2 separate regions of the Macaca mulatta genome follow, and region 1 is linked to region 2. The links are chromatin contacts, called in public Hi-C maps. All regions are on one chromosome and are shown on one strand. The core of a region is the stretch at or near the end of the contact, and the rest is flanking DNA. Distances in the headings are between cores, read along the strand shown.

Region 1 (7,410 bases), core at 4,579-7,078, 160 kb before region 2:
ATACAAAAAAACTAGCCGGGTGAGGTGGCGGGTGCCTGTAGTCCCAGCTGCTCGAGAGGCTGAGGCAGAAGAATGGCGTGAACCTGGGAGGCAGAGCTTGCAGTGAGCTGAGATCCGGCCACTGCACTCCAGCCTGGGCGACAGAGCGAGACTCTGTCTCAAAAAAAAAAAAAAAAAAAAAAGATAATAAAGAGCAACTTCACAATGGAGAAGTTTGAGACATTAGCTTCATCGAGTGACGGAAGTGAACCTCCTCAGCAGCGGACAAGTTGGCATCACGTGCCTCCCAGGAAGGGTGCAGCATCCCTTGCCCATGATGTGTAACCTGAATCCAGTGTGAAACAGACAAACCCAAGTTGTTGGTATAATTCTCAAAGTGTCAAAGTCGGGATAGTCAAGGAAAGACAGGAACTGTTCCAGATGGAACAACTAAGGGCAATGCGTGATTCTGAACAGAGTCCTTTTGCTATAGAAGACATTATTGGAACTTTTAGCAAAACTTGAATGAGTCTGAAGATTAGATGGTAGGAATATACAAATCATACTTTCCTGATTTTGATGGTCATGTTGTGGGTATTAAGAGAATGTCTTTGTAAGAAATACACAAGCGTGTGATGGGGCATCAGAGCACCTTACTTTCAAATGGCCTTGGGAAAAAGTTCTTCATTGTGTACTTGGAGAGAGTTTAATACAGTTAAGAGTGAGGACTGGCCGGGCGCGGTGGCTCAAGGCTGTAATCCCAGCATTTTGGGAGGCCGAGACGGATGGATCATGAGGGCAGGAGATTGAGACCATCCTGGCCAACACGGTGAAACCTCGTCTCTACTAAAAAATACAAAAGAACTAGCCGGGCGAGGCGGCGGGCGCCTGTAGTCCCAGCTACTAGGGAGGCTGAGGCAGGAGAATGGCGTAAACCTGGGAGGCGGAGCTTGCAGTGAGCCGAGATCCGGCCACTGCACCCCAGCTTGGGCGACAGAGCGAGACTCCGTCTCAAAAAAAAAAAAAAAAAGGGGGGGGGGCCTATATTCTTCCTTGGTGAGTGGAGATGGCATCCAGTTTAAGCTGCTAAGTGGCCAGAGGTTCAGATGGAGCCCTCTTCTGCCCAAAAGCGAATATTTTGTCCTCCTAGTGGGGAACATTATTTGCCCCCTACCACTAGGGCTCCCAGTTACCATGAGGCAAGGCAGCGAGCTACTCCATATGGTTAGCCTGAAGCAGTTCTCAGCCTTGCTGTCGGAAGCACCTGTGGAACTTTAAACTTCTGATGCTTGGGTCCTAAGCCAATGTCTGGGTGTGGCCTGGGCACTGGGAGTTGTAAAAGATCCCCAGGTGATTCTAAAGTGTGCTAAATATGAGACCCATTGACTCAGGGATTGGATTTATTATTCATCTGTGTATTCTTTTCCTACTGGTGCCATAGAAAATTTTCACAAACTTAGTGGCTTAAAATAACACAAGTTTATTATCTTACTGTTCCCAAGTCTAACGTGGGTCTCACTAGGCTGAAGTCAAAGTGTCAGCTGGGCTTCACTCCTTTCTGAAGACTAGAGTATCATTTCCTTGCCCTTCCCAGCTTTTAGAGGCTATTTGCCTTCCTTGACTCGTGGGCCCCTTCCTCCATCTTCAAAGCCACCAACATTGCATTTCTCCGACCATTCTATTTCTCCAACCATTCTGAGTCACGTCTCTGATTCTCTTCTGCCGCTTTTGTGCTTTTTGGATCCACCTGGATAATCTGGGAGTAACTATTTTAAGATTAGCTGATTAGCAACCTGAATTCCATCTGCAGTCTCTACTCCTTCTTGCTATGTGACCTAACATATTCAGATTCTAGGGATTTATGATGTGGACATCTTTGGGGGATCATTATTCTGCCTGCCACTGTCTGCAAATGTACTGGAGATTTTTCTTTCTGCTTGTTTTTTTGGTTTGAGACAGGGTCTCGCTTTGTTACCCCGGCTAGAGTGCAGTGGCACGGTCATGGCTCACTGAAGCCTTGACCTCCTGGGTTCAAGTGGTCCTTCCACCTCAGTCCCCCAAAGTGTTGGGGTTACAGGCATGAGCTGCCATGCCCAGCCCATTTTTCTTTACAAGTAAATTGGTTAAATTTTTAAAAAGAAAAGCAAAGACTTGGAGATGAGGGAGGGAGAAAACAGATTGGATTAATGATATGGGGAGTCAAAAGTCCCCCTCAGCAGAGTTTGAGTTGGAAGAGATGTGGAAAGGGAAAGGCAGGCCAGCCACACGGGCTTAGTGACAGCAGACTAATCTCATGGGCGTGTAGGGGTTAGATCTCACAGGGGGTTATCCGACAGCTCCCCTTCCCAGAGGAAAGGGCCTCAAATGGCAGGTCAGTGCTTGGGCATTTCCTGGAAACAGGTCATGAACAAGGATGGAAGCAATAGCTTTGACTACGCCTTCAGGATGGGCAAGATGAGAGGAAGGGGCTTTTCTCTATCAGCTCCCACTGAAATACCTAGTTTGGACCAATTTTGTGAAGATAGTAACTGAAGCCACCTCTGGCTAATCTCCACACAAAATGAAAAGGTATTTCTATTTTGTAGATAAGAGGTTTTTGAGATTTTAACTTGTCCCAAGGTGTCACAGGTATGAAGTAGCTGAAGTGGGCTTTTTTGGAATTTCTCCCCTCCCTTATTCCCATGCGTATCTCAAGCATGGAAAAAAAAAAAAACCAAAAAAAAAAACACTACATAAATACCTGAAAGTATAGTAAATGTCTACATACCAAATGTCCAGAGTTCAAATTCTTCTCAACTTTTTTTCCTTTATAATTGTTTCCAAATCAATATCTAAACAAGGCGTGCACGCTGCTGACTAGTATCTCCGTTATCTGTTTCTCCACGTGATCTCCCTATCTTTCCCCCGACTCCTTCCAATTTATTTGAAGAAACATGGTCAGTGATTTCTGAAATCATTCCATATTCTGAATTTTGCTGCTGGTGTCCCCATGAATTTTTTTTTTTTTGGAGATGGAGTCTCGCTCTGTTGCCCAGGCTGGAGTGCAGTGGCCGGATATCAGCTCACTGCAAGCTCCACCTCCTGGGTTCACGCTATTCTCCTGCCTCAGCCTCCCGAGTAGCTGGGACTACAGGCGCCCGCCACCTCGGCCAGCTAGTTTTTTGTTATTTTTTAGTAGAGACGGGGTTTCACCGTGTTAACCAGGATGGTCTCGATCTCCTAACCTTGTGATCCGCCCGTCTCGGCCTCCCAAAGTGCTGGGATTACAGGCTTGAGCCACCGCGCCTGGCCTCCTCATGAATTCTTACTTTGCACCTGGGTCCCTCAAGACTTCAAAATCCCCAAAACTCTCTTCACAAGGCCACCCTGTCTCTATGATGATACTGTGAGGCCCTACTATCCACTCAGCTCTTTACATATTAAGCACCTCACAAGGTATTTACCTTTTTGTAGTTGTACCTGACCCCTGAGAACATGTCCACAGGGATAGAGCCAAACGATGGAGCCAATATTTTAAGTTCAGTCAGCCTGACTCCTCAGCCCGCCCCCTTCTGTCATACTAGGTGGTCTCATTCATTGCATTACGGGTTGTCAATCTGTTCTTATTATTAATTTAAGCACTATACACTGGTTATACACTTTCACTAAGTGGATGACAAGCTAGTATTAACAGATAGCTATTCCCAAAATAAGAATATTCCCTGACTCCCAAAGAATACAGGAAAGAAGTAAGACCACCCATCTATGGGAGAAGGAGCCAATGCAACAGCTAGTCTTTACTGGAAAGAAAAAACTTTACAGCACATTTTGAGTAACTTAGTACAGGCGCTCAGTGTGCCAGCCGGTGGGGTACCAGCTTGTAATGGGCTCCACAGCGGGGGCATCGCTGGGCTTCGCCTTCACGCAGCCAAAACCAGATGACGCTGGTGTTGTCCTCTTCACCTAAAAGGGAAAAAAGGTGGTTGAGGGTCATCCAGCCTAAAAAGGGAGCCTTTCAACATGAATTTCTTTTCCTCAGACAACTCTGATACACAAGCAGCCTATGGTTGACATCTTAAGAGATCAGTTCAAGCCCTCCTCTCATTCTTCAGATGAAGAAATTGAGGCTCTGAGTTCACCTATGAGTAAACTGACCTTGTATTAGGGTCACTGTAAATTCTAACAATTCCCTTGCCTATGCAGAATGCAAAGCAGGGTCCGTTCTGGTAGGTATTCCTAGTGTCTAAAATGATGCCTGGCATAGAAGCAGTACAACAATAAATATTTGCTGGGTGGGTACTCCTTCATGCCGCAATCCCAGTGAGCCAGTCTTACTGCTGTGCCACGCTTCTTTCCAGTAAGGATGAACTATCAGGCATAATGAGGCTTGAGAGCGTCAAGACCCTGACAGAAACTTACCAACATGCACTCACACACTGAAGATCTGAGTTAGCTTATAGACTCCTGTATTGTAGGATATATTAAGCAAGTGGATAAAAAATAGAGGTGAGGTACTTACAGATGCAGCCCACTATTCTCTTGTTGGTGATGGAGGGAACTAAATTAGGGTCTTCCTTGGTGCCTGAAGCTCCCTTTGGGGGCAGTATATTGTATGGGTCCTGAAAAAAAAAAAACAAGAATTGAACCATTATGCCAAATAAGCCCTACCTTTCAGAAGCTCAGGGGACTGTTCCTACAAGCCAAGTTTCCTGGATCAAATACTCCCAGAGATGAGACTACTATGAACACATCCAAGGCCATATAAGTTCCACAGAAGACACAGAAGGGAGTTTCTCCTTACCAGTCCCTTCCTTGCAGCCAGCATGACCTCCCTCTCCAACCCAGTCGCCTGCTCGTCATCGGTGGGAATACCACCTAAAAGAAGACACGTGAATTACGACGCTGACCGAAATGACTCTCAGAAAAATTACAAACAGAAATGATCAAGGAAAATGTCGCCCTGAAACTTCTGTATAAGTTTTAGTGGGCTCACAAGCTCCTAAAGGCTACTCATATCCATGGTCCCCCAAGAATCACCAAGTCTTGATCCACACAAGCAACAGCACTGGGGGAAGTTTTGTTTTTGTTTTTGTTGTTTTTTGAGACGGAGTTTTGCTCTTGTTGCCCAGGCTGGAGTGCAATGGCGCGATGTTGGCTCACTGGAACCTCCGCCTCCCGGGTTTAAGCGATTCTCCTGCCTCAGCCTCTCGAGTAGCTGGGATTACAGGCGCGCGCCACCATGCCCGGCTAATTTTTGTATTATTAGTAATGACGGGGTTTCACCATGTTGGCCAGGCTGGTCTTGAACTCCTGACCTCAGGTGATCTGCCCGCCTCAGCCTCCCAAAGTGCTGGGATTACAGTTGTGAGCCACGGCGCCTGGCCTAGGAGCTTTTCTTTCTCCAACCACCGAGGCCAATTTGTCGACATTTGTCTAAAGGCACGTAGAACCCACTCGGCTTGAGGTGGGCGCAGGTTTGAAAGGCGGCCGGACCCCTCCCCATCCCGGTGGCAGTCTCGGTCCCTCCCAAGGTCACCCGGCACCTCATTTAGGATACTTTCGCAGCGGAGTCAGTTCGGGGGGCGGCAGGAGCAGCGGTCCAGAATTACAGGGAGATGCCTGCAGAACCTGAGGCACTCGGGGCCGTAAGCGGCCACTGGGACCTCGAGAAGCTGCACGGCAAGCCCCGCTTGGCCGCCCTGGGACCACCCTGGGAGGGCAACAGTCTGGTCCCTGGCACGCCCGGCGAGCCGAGTACCTCCAGATGCCATGGAGCGCACCGCAGCCACGCCACTGGGGCCGCGAGCCCTCAGGGCCTGCGCGGCCAGCGCTCCTGCTCCGCGAAGTAACCTTGAAGCCATCGCGTCCTCGACTAACAGCAGCAGTTCCGGGAACAAGCTGCGGAGACAGGAGGAACTTCCGGGGGCGGGCTTCTTTCGCCTCCCGGTCAGCTTTCCGCTTCCTCCCAGCCCTCCAGCCCGCCCACTCCCACGACGGTGGCGGGGACGGAAACTGCGCATGCCCAGCTCGGCCTCTTCCTGCACCGCGCAGCGGCTGAGGCTTGGGGGCGGGTTTGCTCTTTAGTAAAGCTGGGAGGTGGGAAAGTTGTTTTGGTCCCTGGAGCTCAGCGGCTGCACAGCACTGGAGTTCCTACGTGTGTGGCCCGGTAGTCCGTGTTCTGCAAACGTGGAGGCTGCTGATGGAAGTCATGAAGTCCCCGTCTGTCAGGAGACTTAGTGAAACCCAAATGATTTGAATTTAGAAGTGGGATCCTAAAGATCGCTGCGTTCCTTACTAGGCTGGTTAGTGGCAGGGCTGGTTCTCGTGGCAGGGAGTGAGCCGTCGCGAGCGTGTCGCATTGGACGGGACCTACCTGCAGTCCTGGCCCACTTTCCTGTTATTTAGAGTTGTACTGTGTGTGGGAGGCGCGGAGCTCCCGGCCTGGGGAGGAGGACAGGGCCGGGGGCGGGACCCCCTACCAGGACCAAGGCCCTGGTGATGTGGAGGAAGTGGCCACTCTTTTTCGAGGCTCCCAAGGGAGGAGGAGCAGGAAGGGGAATTGATAATAGGAAATGGAGTCAGTCAGCCTGCTGTGACTGGTTTGAGTTCCGTGTTTGAAACGGAAAACGTCGTCCGTCCACAGCTTGCTGTTGCCGCCAGGCTAAGATGTGCAAATTTCTTGGGGTGAGCTTTAGTCAGTATAGCCCTGTGACAGGCCGGCTGCATGCGGTATCTGAGTTTCCCTACCAGATAGAAAATCCCGTTCCAGTGGGAATTATGCTCATCATTGAATCTTCAATGCCTTGCAGAGGTCTGGTATATAGTAGGGTCCAGGAATTTTAGTAAATTTACTTCTTGTATAAAATATACAAAACCAGTTTATAGGGCTTCTCCTGGCCCAGTGAGATCCACTGGAGGCAACTTGGGGAGAATTGAAGGCTCAGGTGCTCCCACCTGTCTCATGCAGGCTATGATATTTTCAAAAGGATGTGGTGGAGCATTGCTTCACAGGAGCACGTCTGGTCTTCCTGGGTGCCCCCTCCACCAATTAAAAAAAAAACCTGTATTCTAAGGCCAAAATTTTTTAAAGATTATTTTTGCTTTGAATGGCTTCACTGTTACTCCCTTCTCCCTCACCTCCACTGCAACCCCTCCAAATTGAATTGGGGAAAAATTCTGAGGAATGTTCCCCAAGGATCTATAGTTAATTTGCAACTGTGGTTAAGGTGTTTGTTTGGCAGGAGAAAAAAGCATTGGTCTGGAAAGTAGCTAGTTCAGCCACTTTTTATCCTTTGGGCCACCATTTCTACATCAGTAAAACTGTCGTTCAACTAGGTTAGTATTTCCCAGAGTGTATTCCATGCCATCCAAGTCTCAAGATATCATCTCAAGAAAAAGGACTTGGTCAAGACAGGGAGGTCCTGCATTTGATGACCACCCTTTTGGAGATGG
Region 2 (7,428 bases), core at 4,213-6,712:
CCCTCAGGAGATGGCTGGCTGCTCAAGGCCGTGAGCCTGGGGCCCTGGGTTCACCTGATTGAAGAGCTGCAGCTGTTTGACCAGGAGCCCATGGGAAGCCTGGTGCTGGCTCAGAGCAAGGTAGTGAGTTGGGCCCTATCTGCCACCGTCCCCAGCACTGTCCTTCTCGCTCTGTCTGTCTGGCTGCTTCTCCCAGTTGGGCCTACATGCTTGGCCAGTGCAGAGTTAGGAACACACACACGCATGGACGCACACCTTGCCTAACCTGGGGTGGGTTCCTGGAAACGAGAATGAAAACAGAATGGAATCTGCGCTGCACGGGGCCATTATATACAGCCAGGTCACGAGGCCGCACTCCCAGCATCAAGCCTTGGTAACTACTCCCATGTTTCCTTCAGACCCTCCAAGCTGTGCTGTGGTCCTGGCTCTGGCCTCTTCCCTGACCATGCCCCTGTGACCAGACCTCCCAGCCTGTGAGATGTTTATGACGCCTTCACCATGGTGGTTTCCTTCCAGCCCCCAGCTGCTCTCTGGTCCCCGCCCTCCATGTCCGTGACTGTTTCCCTGAAGTGCTTGCATTATATCCTTGTGCAATACTCCTTTTGGTTTCTTTTGAGTCGGAGTCTCACTCTGTCACCCAGGCTGAAGTGCAGTGATGCGATCTCAGTGCACTGCAACCTCCACCTCCCAGGTTGAAGCTATTCTCCTGCCTCAGCCTCCTGAGTAGCTGGGATTGATTACAGGTGCCTGCCACCACGCCCAGCTAAAGGTTTTTTTTTGTTGTTGTTGTTGAGATGGAGTCTCACTCTGTCGCCCAGGCTGGAGTGCAGTGGCGTGATCTCAGCTGATTGCAACCTCCACCTCCCAGGTTCAAGCAATTCTGCCTCAGCCTCCCAAGTAACTGGGACTACAGGCACATGCCACCATGCCCGGCTCATTTTTGTATCTTTAGTAGAGACAAGGTTTTACCATGTTGGCCAGACTGGTCTTGAACTCCTAACCTCAAGTTGGAGATTTGCCCACCTCAGCCTCCCAAAGTGCTTGGATTCCAGGCATGACCTGCTGTGCCCAGTTGCCTTGTGCAATACTCTTGTGGCATGTTTACTACACCTCCTGAACTTTGATTTGTTTGCCTTTTACCACCTATTGTGACTCAAAATTGTCCCCCAGAACATGGAATAATGGCAGAAAGAAAGTGTGTGGTTGAAGAAACCCACAGATTGGCATCCACTGTTGAAACAGGAAAACATCTTATGTTATGCTGCTGCTGTCGTGAGGGCTGATGGGCCTTGAGAGAAATGTATTTCCCGCACTAATGTGTGTGAGTGTGTATGATTATACTTTTTGGCCTCACAGCCCCACATCTCTTTCTAATAAGGTCACGTCTCTAAGGGGCTTAGGATTGCATCTGGCCTGCGTAAGCCCTTTGCGTTCTGCAGTTCTTAGAGTTCCCTTTTCAGCACTACAGCTCTGCCTCGTTCCCTTGTTCCTCCTTCTGGTGCCCCGTCCTGTGCCCCCTGCAGAAGTCCAAGCTGTCCCCGTGCTGCGTTCTGGTCCGGCCGCCCCTCCCACGGTGTGGCCCTGGCTGACCCCCCTTCTGCGCCCCGCTTCTCTCGCAGAAGCTGCTCTTTGCCGGCTCCCGCTCTCAGCTGGTGCAGCTGCCCCTGGCCGACTGCATGAAGTACCGCTCCTGTGCAGACTGTGTCCTCGCCCGGGACCCCTATTGTGCCTGGAGCGTCAACACCAGCCGCTGTGTGGCCGTGGGTGGCCACTCTGGGTGAGTTGGGCTCTACATAGACCAGGACCAGCAGGGACTCAGGGTGGTTGGAGCCAGGCTGCTGATGTACCCTCCATCCCCTACCAGATCTCTGCTGATCCAGCACGTGATGATCTCGGACACTTCAGGCATCTGCAACCTCCGAGGCAGTAAGAAAGGTGAGCTTTTTCATTCCCCTCGCATCGGGCTGAGCCCGGACCAGAGCTGGAGTTTCTGTTCTCCTCTTCCCTAGCCCCGCTTTCCTGTACTAACATGCACTCTCTTTTTCTCTGCCACTACAGTCAGGGCCACTCCCAAAAACATCACGGTGGTGGCGGGCACAGACCTGGTGCTGCCCTGCCACCTCTCCTCCAACTTGGCCCATGCCCGCTGGACCTTTGGGGGCCGGGACCTGCCTGCGGAACAGCCCGGCTCTTTCCTCTACGATGCCCGGCTCCAGGCCCTAGTTGTGATGGCCGCCCAGCCCCGCCACGCTGGGGCCTACCACTGCTTTTCAGAGGAGCAGGGGGCGCGGCTAGCTGCTGAAGGCTACCTTGTGGCTGTCGTGGCAGGCCCGTCGGTGACCTTGGAGGCCCGGGCCCCCCTGGAAAACCTGGGGCTGGTGTGGCTGGCGGTGGTGGCCCTGGGGGCCGTGTGCCTGGTGCTGCTGCTGCTGGTGCTGTCACTGCGCCGGCGGCTGCGGGAAGAGCTGGAGAAAGGGGCCAAGGCTACTGAGAGGACCCTGGTGTACCCCCTGGAGCTGCCCAAGGAGCCCACCAGTCCCCCCTTCCGGCCCTGTCCTGAACCAGATGAGAAACTTTGGGATCCTGTCGGTTACTACTATTCAGATGGCTCCCTTAAGATAGTACCTGGGCATGCCCGGTGCCAGCCCGGCGGGGGCCCCCCTTCACCACCTCCAGGCATCCCAGGCCAGCCTCTGCCTTCTCCAACTCGGCTTCACTTGGGGGGTGGGCGGAACTCAAATGCCAATGGTTACGTGCGCTTACAACTAGGAGGGGAGGACCGGGGAGGGCTCGGGCACCCCCTGCCTGAGCTTGCGGATGAACTGAGACGCAAACTGCAGCAACGCCAGCCACTGCCCGACTCCAACCCCGAGGAGTCATCAGTATGAGGGGAAACCCCCACCGCGTCGGCGGGAAGCGTGGGAGGTGTAGCTCCTACTTTTGCACAGGCACCAGCTACCTCAGGGACATGGCATGGGCACCTGCTCTGTCTGGGACGGATACTGCCCAGCACCCACCCGGCCATGAGGACCTGCTCTGCTCAGCACGGGCACTGCCACTTGGTGTGGCTCACCAGGGCACCAGCCTCGCAGGAGGCATCTTCCTCTCTGTGAATCACAGACACGCGGGACCCCAGCCGCCAAAACTTTTCAAGGCAGAAATGTCAAGATGGGTGTTTGTCCGTATTTGCACGTGTGTTTGTGTGTCTGTGTGTGTGTGTGCACGTGCGTGCGCGCTTGTGGTATAGCCTTCCTGTTTCTGTCAAGTCTTCCCTTGGCCTGGGTCCTCCTGGTGAGTCATTGGAGCTATGAAGGGGAAGGGGTCGTATCACTTTGCCTCTCCTACCCCCACTGTCCCGAATGTCGGGCAGCGATGTACATATGGGGGTGGGGTGGGCAGGGTGCTGTGCCCCTTCAGGGGGAGTGCAGGGCTCGGGGTGGGCCTAGTCCTGCTCCTAGGGCTGTGAATGTTTTCAGGGTGGGGGGAGGGAGATGGAGCCTCCTGTGTGTTTTGGGGGAAGGGTGGGTGGGGCCTCCCACTTGGCCCTGGGGTTCAGTGGTATTTTATATTTGCCTTCTTCCTGTACAGGGCTGGGAAAGGCTGTGTGAGGGGAGAGAGGGTGGGACTGCTGTGGATAATGGCATACTCTCTTCCAGCCCTAGGAGGGGGGCTCCCAACGGTGTAACTTATTGTGTCCCCGCGTATTTATTTGTTGTAAATATTTGAGTATTTTTATATTGACAAATAAAATGGAGAAAATGAAACGATTTCTGTGATGGGGCTAAGATGTTTGGGCTAAAGCCCTTCTGGGTACCGAGAGGGAAAGCTCTCTGGGTGGAGGGAGGCTGGACAGGACCTCCCCCACAGTCCCAGGGCGGCCACCACTTTTGTGGTCCCTGCCTGCCTGCCTGTGGGAGGGAACAGCCCAGCTCCAGTGTTTTCCCACAGTGGTGGCTGCGGCGCTGGGAACCAGACCATGGCCACAGCCCCTTGGGAGCCAGCTTTGGCTTCTGGCCAGAAGGAGAAGTCAGGGCACTGGGAGTCCAGGGGAGAAGTGGAGTTGGGGGGCGGGGGTGCCTTCCCAGAACTCAGGACGGTTAGTGGGAGTGAGGGGCCAAAGGAGTGGAAGGTTGTGGAGATGAGATCGTTGTTTGTGTGAGGATGGGGTTCTCAACCCGCTTAGGGGAGGAGAAATGACTTCCAGCCTTCTACCCACCACGAATGCTTAGGGTCTTCAGTGCCCCAACTGGGGGGGGGGAAGGAATTTACACCCAGTGTGCACCAGACCACTGTCCTGGAGAGGGACTGGCACAGAACCCAACCTGCATTCTGTTGCTCGTGCACCCTTTCTAAACCAGTCAGGCCGTGGAAGTGAGGTCTCCCCTGTACACTTGATCGTGGCGTGAGCAGGCAGCTGCCTGGGTTTTAACTGGGAATTGAGAAGGCTGGGGTCTGCTGAGGAGCACGCTGCGCGGGTTCACGGTCTGCAGACGGCCGCCCAGAGGGTTTTGATCGTGAAGACCGATTCGGTAAACTCGGCGCCCACTGTGGGGCCAGGGGGTTCTACACAAACCAAGGCCCTGCCCCTGCCCTTGAGGTAGAGCTACAAGCAGGAGAAGTTGTAGCCACCACCAGCCCCTTGCTGGACTTGTAAGGAAGAGCGGGGTACGGGGACGAGACCTTTCCAGCCGTCACTTTGCCGCTGCCTCGGGGGCAATCGGCCTTGGCCCAGGGTGGTGCCAGGAAGAGGGGGTAAAGACCGCGGAGCGCGCCCCGGCGCGATGGTTCACGCCTGTAATCCCAGCACTCCGGGAGGCCGAGGCGGGCGGATCACGAGGTCAAGAGATCGAGACCACCCTGGCTAACACGGTGAAACCCCGTCTCTACTAAAAATACAAAAAATTAGCCAGGCGTGGTGGCGGGCGCTTGTAATCCCAGCTACTCAGGAGTATGACGCAGGAGAATCGCTTGAACCCGGGAGGCGGAGGCTGCAGTGATCCGAGATCGCGCCACTGCACTCCAGCCTGGGTGACAGAGCCAGACTCGGTCTCAAAAAAAAAAAAGAGACCGCAGAGCGTGTGGCGCCTCCCTGCCCTAGCGGCCCGGCGGGACTAGAGGCGGTAAAGAGAGGAGCCAGAGAGGTCGCTGGAGGGCTGGGTCATGGTGAAGGTAACTGGAAAGCTCCCGACCGGACCCAGCCGCCTCATCCCCACACCCGGCAAGGCCAGGCGGCCTAAAGGCCCTCCCGAGGCGCGCAGCTCCCGGAACCCAGCGCCTCCGCTTAGCCTCTGACGCCCTCGCGCGGCCGCCTCGGGGCATGGCCCGGCGCAACAAGCCCCGCCCTACCTCTGCAATTGGTTCTCGAGCTAAGGCCTAGGCGTTTGATTGGTAGGTTTTGGTGAGGAGGCGGGACTAGGACGACAGCCGCGGACGCCAAGCAGCCAGATCCGGGACGCGGGGCGGGCCCTGCGTCCGCCCCTCCCGCCGAGGCCGCGCGTGAGACCCGGGGTAGGTCGGCTGGCGCCGGGGCCGTGATGGCGACGCCGAGGCCCTGCGCGGATGGGCCCTGCTGCTCGCAGCCCAGCGCGGTGCTCGGCGTACAGCAGACGCTGGAGGAGATGGACTTCGAGAGGGGTGAGGCGGCCGCGCGGCCCTGGTGGCTCTCCCCAGGCCCCGGCCCAAGGAGGAGGCGCGGGGCCGAGGAGAGGCGGGTGAACTGGGCCCCGAGAGCGTGGGGCCTGGTGCGGGAGGGCGGGCGGGACTCGTGGTTCCCGCGTACTGAGAGCCTGCCAGGGCCTCTCACTAGCTCAGCCAGCAGACACCTGTTTCGCGGGCGGCGGGGAAGCCGAGACACTGGTTTCCAAAACCCTCCCGAGTGGCGGGGGACGACCTCCCCTGGGAGACGCCCTCCCCTGGGAGACGCAAGCCTGCTCAGGTGTGGGAGAGAGGGGCCGGGGGGCAGAATCTGCACTGGGGCATTGCACCCCCCGAGGGGCTGCAGGCCTGGGGGCTGCGCGGTGAAGGAGGGCACTGGCCCTTGTTTGGCCCCGGGTGCCAGGCAGCCTGCATGCTTTAGAGATGGCAAGAACTTCGCACGGGTATCCTTCGAGGCAGGGCACGGTATCTCATCTGTGGGACCCAGAGAGATAACACGTTTGGCCCAGATTATACAGAGATTATGGTGGCAATAGGAACGGAGGAAGGCGGGAAAGCAAGGTGCTTCTTCTGAGTGTTGGGAGCCATTGTGCTACTTGTGCTGTGTCGGCTACCCGTGCGGATGCAGCCCTCGATTGCCACTGCTGTGCAAGCATTCTCATGGAACCCTTCCTTTACCATGGTTCTGGCACCTGCCCACTTCCCTCCGCCCCTCCCACCACTGTCCTCTGCACTGCCGAAGTGGTTGCCTCAAGAGGGTCTTTCCGCCCCCACGATTGCCCTCCTACAGGGTTTCCTACTCTCACATAGCAGCCAGAGCGGCTTTTTGAATATTAGAAATCAGATCATTCCTTGTTATGGCCTACAAAGCTCTGTAGACCCACCCCTGCCGCCTCTACTTCTCTCCCTCATTTTATTTCTCGTGCTTTTCTTCTCCCAATCACTACGCCGCAGCCACACTAGTCTTGTTTTGGTGTCTCAAATATGCAAGACCTTTTCCTGAGTGAAGGCCATTGGACTTCTTGTCCCGTCTCCTTCGAATGAACTTCCTACAGCCGTTAAGCTAGCTGATGCTTTTCTTCAGATCCCAGCTCCAATGGCATCTCCTCAGAAACCCTCCCTAAACACCGTAGTTCTCAACTGGGGACAGTTCTGCCCTTTAAGGGACTTGGGGAATGTCTGGAGACATTTTGAGTTATCACAGGCGGGAGGGTGCTACAGGTGTGTAGTAGGTAGAGACAAGGGATGCTATATACATGGTACAACGCACAGGACAGCTCCCTACAGTAATCATCCGGCCCATAAATGTCAATAGTGCTGTTAAGAAGTAAACATTGCATTATCCAAAGTTAGGCCAGTTACTCTGATGTATCCATCATCGTGCTTGTTTGTTTTGTTTTTTTGAGACAGAATCTCCCTCTTTTGTTCAGGCTGGGGAGCAGTAGCGCAGTCTTGGCTCGCTGCAACCTCCGCCTCCTGGGTTCAATTGATTTTTCTACTCTCCTGAGTATCTGGGATTACAGGCGTGTGCTACCATGCCCGGCTAGTTTTTGTATTTTTAGTAAAGATGGGTTTCACCATATTGGTCAGGCTGGTCTCAGAACTCCTGACCTCATGATCCGCCTGCCTTGGCCTCCCAAAGTGCTGGGATTACAGGCGTGAACCACCGCGCCCGGCATCTTGCTTTCATAAAAACCAATTTTTACTGCAAATAATTTCCTCATTTTTTTTGTGAAGACAAACAAATACATTCTTTAAAACATTAATGGCAAG

What was found. Hi-C and Micro-C count contacts between places; a contact is called where the count stands out from the background.
Region 1: a contact with region 2 is called in a Hi-C map of liver, with 2.7 times the contacts expected there. The contact joins the promoter of COX5B here to the promoter of ANKRD39 in region 2. A contact is called at or near these places in 2 of 14 Hi-C or Micro-C datasets (fetal cortex germinal zone and liver).

The regions. Positions count from the first base shown.
Region 1 is chr13:5,681,841-5,689,250 of T2T-MMU8v2.0, reverse strand. It overlaps COX5B (cytochrome c oxidase subunit 5B), which reads right to left and starts at 5,828. Exons shown (of 4, transcript XM_001100566.5): 1 at 5,717-5,828; 2 at 4,760-4,833; 3 at 4,478-4,577; 4 at 3,723-3,921. The coding sequence starts at 5,819. The coding sequence ends at 3,809.
Region 2 is chr13:5,525,107-5,532,534 of T2T-MMU8v2.0, reverse strand. It overlaps ANKRD39 (ankyrin repeat domain 39), which reads left to right and starts at 5,462. Exons shown (of 5, transcript XM_015112915.3): 1 at 5,462-5,634. The coding sequence starts at 5,535. It overlaps SEMA4C (semaphorin 4C), which reads left to right. Exons shown (of 15, transcript NM_001266458.1): 12 at 8-120; 13 at 1,620-1,777; 14 at 1,865-1,935; 15 at 2,059-3,430. The coding sequence ends at 2,888.